Regions from separate parts of the Mus musculus genome. Here region 2 is linked to region 1. A link is a contact called in public HiChIP or PLAC-seq data. All regions are on one chromosome and are shown on one strand. Each heading gives the region's core, a stretch centred on a gene start, on an enhancer-like site or on the middle of the called end of the contact. The rest is flanking DNA. Distances are from core to core; before and after follow the strand shown.

The links. HiChIP or PLAC-seq counts read pairs in DNA pulled down with a chosen protein or histone mark.
Region 2: an H3K4me3 HiChIP or PLAC-seq map of bone marrow-derived macrophages shows a contact between it and region 1, with 2.5 times the contacts expected there. The contact joins the promoter of Kbtbd2 here to the enhancer-like site in region 1. A contact is called at or near these places in 6 of 484 Hi-C or Micro-C datasets (bone marrow-derived dendritic cells, liver, nephron progenitors and 1 more), 7 of 115 datasets of contacts at active chromatin or transcription factors (the SCID.adh cell line, bone marrow-derived dendritic cells, bone marrow-derived macrophages and 3 more) and 3 of 9 other capture datasets (adipose tissue, liver and pancreatic islet).

The regions. Positions count from the first base shown.
Region 1 is chr6:56,759,199-56,763,044 of GRCm38.p6, reverse strand. It overlaps Avl9 (AVL9 cell migration associated), which reads right to left. Exons shown (of 16, transcript NM_030235.1): 16 at 1,134-3,846. Among named protein-coding and RNA genes, the nearest start is that of Gm10209, 33 kb to the left of the region's middle. Within about 2 kb of position 2,199, at least 8 of the 459 cell types and tissues checked have an H3K27ac peak or open chromatin away from gene starts, as enhancers often do. A contact at or near this core is called in bone marrow-derived macrophages and microglia, where this site is marked.
Region 2 is chr6:56,795,891-56,799,736 of GRCm38.p6, reverse strand. Kbtbd2 (kelch repeat and BTB (POZ) domain containing 2) reads left to right here and starts at 1,924. Exons shown (of 4, transcript NM_001362210.1): 1 at 1,924-2,278. It overlaps Gm10209 (oleosin-B6), which reads right to left. Exons shown (of 2, transcript XM_030255710.1): 2 at 1,311-2,490. The coding sequence ends at 1,693.

The DNA.
Region 1 (3,846 bases), core at 950-3,449:
TAAAACCTTCTTTCCATGGTTCCGTTGCCTGGGGTTATAGGACTATACACCTACACCTTTGTCTCCCTACTCAGCCATTGGCCACAGGCAACTTTATTTACCAATTAGAGCCAACTAGGGGCAGGGACCCTCAGCCTCTTTCAGGCAGATGTTAGGCTTCCCTGTGACTTTAGCATTAGCATTTTCCCCGTGACTTAGCATTAGAACCAATTTACAACAATTCACCATTTTTCATCTATTAAAAAGGCCTTTTCTCTCTCACATACATTGAACAGTTATAACAGTTATGTAAATTATAAGGTAAGATATACACTAACAACATCCAGTCCATCAATTTTTTCAATTTAGTACATTATTTTTTTAAGGCATAAAAGTCTTTTATTATTATTAATGCATTAAAGTTAAATATACTCAGAGTACTAAAAAGCCAGAACTCGTTTTGATGAAGTTTATTACAGACAATAATTATTTTGACACATGTGTGCGTCTGTGTGTGTGTGTGGTTGGAAAGTTTAAAAGAAATTCACAATCTGAATAATTTACTACAATATTATAACATCTATTCTATCTTAAGGAGTTTATAATTTTCTACCTGAATGGTTTTAATTTTAACTTGTATTGTCATCTGAAAAAATATCCTTTTAAATCTAGATCACCTTCCTTAGTGCTAAACAACTTAAAGGCCACACTCACACAACCCCAGGAAAGGGACATTTATCTTCTTATTCCATAAACAAGTTGTAATGGAGCCATGGTGCACAGCACACATACCTGGAATCCTCAGTGTATTATTTTGAACCTTACCAGTCCAAGTGGAGAAATGGATGGCGGGAGTGCAGTTTTCTCCTTCCCTGGCCCTGTCCATGAGTGATTACATGACCAATATCCTTAGTACTTGCGCAGCATTCCTCAGAGTTCCCCAGACGCTACATAAAGCTCTTTCCGAAGAGGTCATAGCTAGAAAGCGTATGGTGATAAGCAGTATCAGGAGGAAGCTAAACTGGATGTGTAGTCCTTCAGCTCACCCATGCGCTGCTTTCTTGACAAATGAAGAATGCACTGTTGCCCAGTTGTGAAGGCCAGAGATCACACAGACAACACGCAGTTAAGTCTAGGAGATCAATAGCCCGTGTGCAAGAGAAACAGGATAATTTTATTATTAGGTTTTCCTTAAAATAAATGTACAATAGAAGCTCTACAGTTCAGTATGACTAGACATGATTTATAACTTGAATATGTTTTTAAAAAACAAATGACAACAGAAATGAACCGGCACAAACTACAAAGCCACTGGAGGAAAGAGAAGCTATAGCTTGACTTCCTTAAAAACTGTTTTCCAATCATTAAGTACCTCCACCAAGTCATTAATCACATGCTTTCTAAATTTAGAAAGGAATGATCAAGTGGACTGAAACATGTAATGCACAATCTTGGTTTCCCAGCTATAAAATAACAGTATCTCAACAGAATAAAATACGCTTTAGGCAGTTCTCTGAAAACTTCAATGACCTTTTCTGGCTCAGTACCTGACTTGAAATGTTCAAATGTTTATATTGCACAAAAAAGAAACTTCAGCAGCATACTATGTGCATGGGAAGCTGATGAAAAATACGATTGGAAACCCCTTAAATTGCGTTCCATATACATGATTTAAATATATAGTTTTCTGCATCTTTAATTAGTATAAGTAAAAAGGTAAATTTCTGAACAGCACAGAAATACAAATGTATTTAGAGTTTTACAAAATATATCCAACCCCTTAGACATGCACAATCTTTTCATTTTGGAGTGTTATAGTATACGAGGCAGCCAGTTTCTTCTTCATAATGTAGGTAGGAAGTCATTTTTATGGAGTTTTTTGTACGAAAAAATAAAAACAAGATCCTTTTTTCTCTAAAAAAAAGTTTTGTGGAATGTTGGAAATTACGGAAAAAGAATTCCAAGCTAACGAAGTCAGAAGACTTGGATGAGAAAACCGGCACATTAGGTTATGAGGAATGATGGTCATCTTCAAGTGATTCAAGGAGCATTCTGTCATAGTTAAAGGCTACCAGAAGATGGTGTGGAAAGCCATGAATGCTGGGCCATTTCTCTTTAAAGAACCACAGTGTGCAAATGTTTCAGGGATCCTAAGCAATGCCCCAACACATGAACAGGCTGGTGCAGCTAGCACCACAGGCAGGAGGCAGCAGCTTCTGTCCTAACAGGCTGCCCTCTGTGGAGGCTGCAGCAGACACTGCCTGTGGGTATAAATCAGGATGCTGGCCGCAGGACTTCTAAATTTATCAACATGGAAGGAAGAGAGCCACTGGCTGTTAACTCCCTCAAAATTTTCTCTATAAAATATACAGCTTCAATAATACCTGCCTACCAGCTAAAGAATGTTATAGCTTCACTTAGAAATGTCAATAGCAGATTACAATTCTAACTTGTCTAAACTCATGCCTTTAGTAGGTTAAATACTGATGTCAAAATACTCTCCATTCAGACTTAAGTGCCCTGTTTCTCAGCCATGTAATAGCTTCTCATTTGTGTTTTCCTAATTTGCTTTCCTTGAATTTCTAAAGAAAGCTATTCTAAAAATCAGTTAACTGCTTAGTACAAAATGTGAAAAGCAGAAAGACTGAGGAAGTCCTGTCATGCACTCTACTTTGCTGCCCAAGAAAGCCAACTGTTTCTTACCGCAAAAGGAGAGAACTGTTTTCAGGCTTGAGAGCTAGTGAAGGACTTGGGGGTGGACAATTCATGTTGGTTATAAATCAGATATACATATACAATTGCTCTACATCCTGTTACACGCAGCTTCAGAATTTCTACTCTACTCCAGACTCACAGCTTGTATTCTCTTCCTTATCTGTGCCTTTGTCGTTACACTACGATCAAAACTACCTCAACAGCAGTGCAGCTACTGTCAATGTCTGCCTGCTGGAAACCTGAAAAATGCTGGTTGACTTTCGCTCCTGCAGGTCTAGTTACAAACACTCAGTTCTTAAGACACAAGAGCACTGGCAATCACTGGAGAAAGCATGGTTTCCAATAGCCACATCTCCTGGCAATAGTCAAAAGGCCAGGTGTTGACTAAAGGACTACCATGCCAGCACTGGAGGGAGACTACTCTTCCGAGTTAGTCTAGCTCACTGGAGCCTAAAATACAGACTTCACGTGTCTGGGCTCACTGGCTGTATCTCCTGTTCTCCATGACACAGGCTGCTGCATTAGGTGATGCCCCCAGCAACAAAATGGCCTATGGCCCTTGAAAAGCCAACATTTCCAAGAACCTGAAGGAAGTAGGAGTATAGTCTTTTGACCATTCCAAGATGTTTTATATTCCAAGGTAAGTTATTTTAGGCTGACCAGTTAAGTAACCATTTTAAGAGTTAAGTTTTTAACTACATTAAGAGAAGGTTCAATTAAAATATACACTTAAGCCTGGCACAGTAGTGTGCTCCTATAATCCCAGTTGAGACAAGAGGGAGGAAGTTGGCAATTTAGAGACCTGTGTGGCAAGACTGTGAGACCATACACAGGGGAACCATACACACTCAAATGGGGAGTGTGAAACAAAACCAGTTACATTTTGTCCCCAAGTATATTTCAAAGTCAGTGCTGCATTGCTTTTGTTTAAGTAATAGCAGGCAATTCGGCAAGTCATATAAACCTGGTACAAACTAAAGAATGAATCATTACCTTATTAGCTAACCCAGGCAGGGCTCCTAGCAATGTCAACTACCATGGATATATCAGCATGCTGCAGCCACATGAAATGGTATCTAACAAGGAATTCTTAATAGTCTCAGCACAACATTAATGTGCCTTTCACAGTTTTGTGTGGCTTTAGTTTCTTCT
Region 2 (3,846 bases), core at 675-3,174, 37 kb before region 1:
TTTGAAATATAAGGACTTTTGTGGCCCCCAACAATGTGGATGCTGTGAATTGAACCCAGGTCCTCTGGAATTTAGTGGTCTTAACTTTAGAATCATGTCTCTAGCCCCACATTTTGGAGATTTTTTTTATTACAGATTCATAAAAAGTATAAAAAATATGAGCCCATGATGGCTCAGCAGGCAAAGAAGCCTGCTCTCCAAGCCTGGCAACCTTGAGTGCCATCTCTGGAAGCCACACAAGGGTGGAAGGAAATCTGCAAAGTGGTCCTCTGACTGCCACACAAGTGTGGTGGCATGAACACTGACCTCTCAAGAATCACATAGACACACACACTCACATACACGCACACACACATACTCACACACACACACACACACACACACACACACACACACACACATAGCATAAAAAGTAACAAAAGTAGAATGTTCTTTGAAAACCCCTCTAGTGACTTCCCATCTTAGATAACTATAGTATATTATCAAAACTATGAAGCTGGTATTAGCAAAAGCAATTAAATAGACTAAAAACCTTATTTGGACTACATCATCTTTTATATAAACGCTACTTTCTTTTTTCTTTTTTTTTCTTTTGTTTTGGTTTTTTTTTTTTTTTTTTTGGCAGGGACTCACTTACTGGCTGGCTTATAACAAGTAACTTGCTATTTAGACCAGGCTGTCCTTGAATTTATAGAAATCTGCCTACCTAACTCTGGCATACTGAGATTACAGGCCTATGCCACTATGCCCAGATTAAACTTTGTAAACTTTATCGTTATTGGGTCGTGACCTAGGAATTCCATATTCACGCAGTCAAGATGAAGAGCAGTCCCATTAACTACAAAGAAGTTCCTTGTGCTATGTGCTAGGTGTTCACAACGACGTCGGTCAACTAGATTTTCTTTGTATTATTTCAGGGAAGCAAAATTAGAGTGGATAGATACATTGTATACCAGCACGGTTAACTATATTTTCTTTGTATTATTACAAGACAGCAAAATGGAGTGGATAGATACATTGTATTTGAGAGCAGACAAGATTTTCTTTGTATCCTTACAGGGAAGCAAGATAGATGCATTGCATTGTAATGCTCTGTAATGCATTCTGAGGGCCTGTTAACCCCCTCTACCAAACCAGCACTTTTAAATAGTCTGGTGTCGTTCATGTGCTCCTGTTAAAATTTGAACTCACTATTTAGCGAAGGACAGCCGGGAATTCCTGATATCCTTTCTCTAGCCTCCTGCCATCTGGGATTAGAGGTGTCTGTCTCTTTGCCTAATGCTTTATATGTGGCCATTCTTATTTTCAAAACTGGACTTGTTCTAACAGTTGAAGTTAGGAAGTAGGCAATTCTGAACGTTTTTTGTTTCGTTTTCGTTACATGTATCTTTAGGCAAATCTATAACATTTTTGCTTGCCAACAAGTCTCGCAGACCACAGGCACTTGCTACTTCAAGGCTTTGCTTTGAAATCTGGGGCATGGAGGGTGTCTGCTGCATTGCAGTAAAAACTGGCTGGAGGCATCATTTGTGGAGACCGTCCTCTGCACCCATTCGCTTCCAAACTGCGGGTTATCTCGATGGTGCCAATACTTCCAAGGCCTTAGCAAGCGGAACTTCTGAAAGCGATGGAGGCTGGAACTAAGGAAAGCAGCCCATATAGCAAACGGTCCAATGTCCTCCTCCCCTAACTTCAGCTTCCCGGGGTGCAGTGCTGGCCCCCACTCTGGCCCAGCCTGCAAATGTCTGTATCTCGGGTGGACACCTCAAACACGAACAACTGCGGCTGCACAGAAGTCCAAGTGCCGCTGAATAGAACTTTGGGAACTGATTTTTCTAGGCCATCCCTGAGGATGGGTGGCCGGCGCGACCCCGCTCTGCTACGCGCACGCGCCTTAGCAGCCCGGGAAGCCCGGACCCAGACGCCAGCGTCACCTCGCGCCGCCTCCGCCCTTCCTGCTTTCCGTTTCCTTCCCGCGCCTGCGCGGCTCCGATTGTTTTGGCTTTCCGGTGGGGCAGAGGAAAAGGGCGCGGTGAGCCAGATGAAGGCGGGGTCCAGCCGCGGGCACCCGGGAGCCCGCAGAGCCGCTGCTGGAGCGGGCGCGGGCACTGGCGCGGGCGGCAGGCCGTGACGGCCCAGCCCAGGAGGCGCGAGGAAGCGGAAGCGGGGGCGGAAGCGAGCGGCCCGGATCCCCGCAGCGCCACGCCCCCGCCGTGCGTGCGGCCGCGTGAGTGCAGCCCGGCGGAGCGGCGCGGTGAGCTGGGCGACCGGGGACGAGGTGAGCCCGGCCGGGCGCGAGGCTGGCGGGCGGCCTTTGTGGCCCGGGGCGGCGGCGGCGGCTTTCAAACTGGGGCGCTTCCGCCGAGCGCGCGGTGTTTCCGGCGCGGCCTTGCGCGAGCTGCGGGGCTCGGGGCGGCGTCCTTTCTGAGGGAGAGCTGTTTTGCCCGGCTCGTGTCGCGGCCGCCGGAGAAGGGCGACCGCGTCCTTGCCCTTTTTTTTTTTTTTTTAAAAAAAAAAAAAGTATTATTATAATTCTTTTTCTTGGCACATCGGCAGTAACCAAGAGTTAGCCAGGTTAGCCGGGGTCCTGTTGTCCTCGGCCTGCTTGTGCTCTGCTGTGGGAAGGGGAAGCTGCACTTTGAAACCTGTTTGCTTTAGACGGAAATCATGGGTTGGAACTGGACGCTAAGTCGGCCGACTGGGCGCTGCTGTCGTGTGCTCTCCCCCACTTCCCGCCCCGCCAAGCGCCTGGCCTAGTAGCTCTTAAGATTCCTTTTTTTTATAGCTACCTAAAGGAAAAGGGATGCGTATTCTCCGGGCTGTAGATCTCTAGAATTTCTTTGGTGGCCTCTCTTTAAGTTAAGCAAGGAATTAAGATAGTAAACTTGAAAGACTTTGCTTTGTGAACAGCTATATCAGCTTTGTGAAAACGAGGGGGGAAAAAAAAGACAGTGCTGGTCACGTGTTGTTTATACATGAATCTGTAAGTCTGGCTCACTGAGCAGACACTGAGGAACGGCCCTATCAGCGGTGTGCTCTGACTGAAATTATATTTTCTTCCTGTGAGTTAATACAGTTTATTTTAGTTTCTTCATTTCTTTGGAGTTGTGAATTCTTCCCCAGATTTGAGTAATATAGACCAGATCTTTTGCAGGTGAGAATGACTTCGTCTAGTCAGACTGTGGATGAAGCTTTTATTTGTAATCTAAGATCCATTTGAAAAGCCAAGTCAGTTGTTTTTCCCAGCCTCTGTGATGTGAAACGTTGCTGTTCGTTTCGTCTGTCTGATAAGGTTATGCCTTTCTGCTTTGCTCTTTTGTTGGTTTAACGCTTTTCTAGGTTCCTTTAGATCAGGGCCAGAAATCTTAAGAGAGGGTATATAATTCTTGGCAACTACGGCTTTTCCGTTGAGCATTCTTTGTATGTAATCCGTGTGTTTCCACACTTATTTCCTCTCTTCAGATAAGTACTGTAATTATTCTCTATTTTATTTCCATAAGTACAGTGCTGTAAAATATGCTAACTTTACAAATACTGTAAGGAGGTGACAGAAATAATAGGAGTCGTAGTAGTTATTAGTGAGGCCACAGTAGAGTTTTCTTTATTAGATAGCAGAAATAGTTAGCATTTCTTAAGTTTCTATGCCTTGAGTGATTTAGATGTTTAAGTTCCTAGAAACCTGATTTGTCTCTTGAGGTAGACTGTGTTAATAGTGTAACGCAGGCTTGCCTTAAAGTCCTGCTTCAGCCTGGGGTTTGCAAACTACTACTAGCATGCCGTGCCCTATTGACTGCAGTCTTGAAAGCCAAAAGATACCTGGTTTTCCATAGATTTGCATGCTATTTA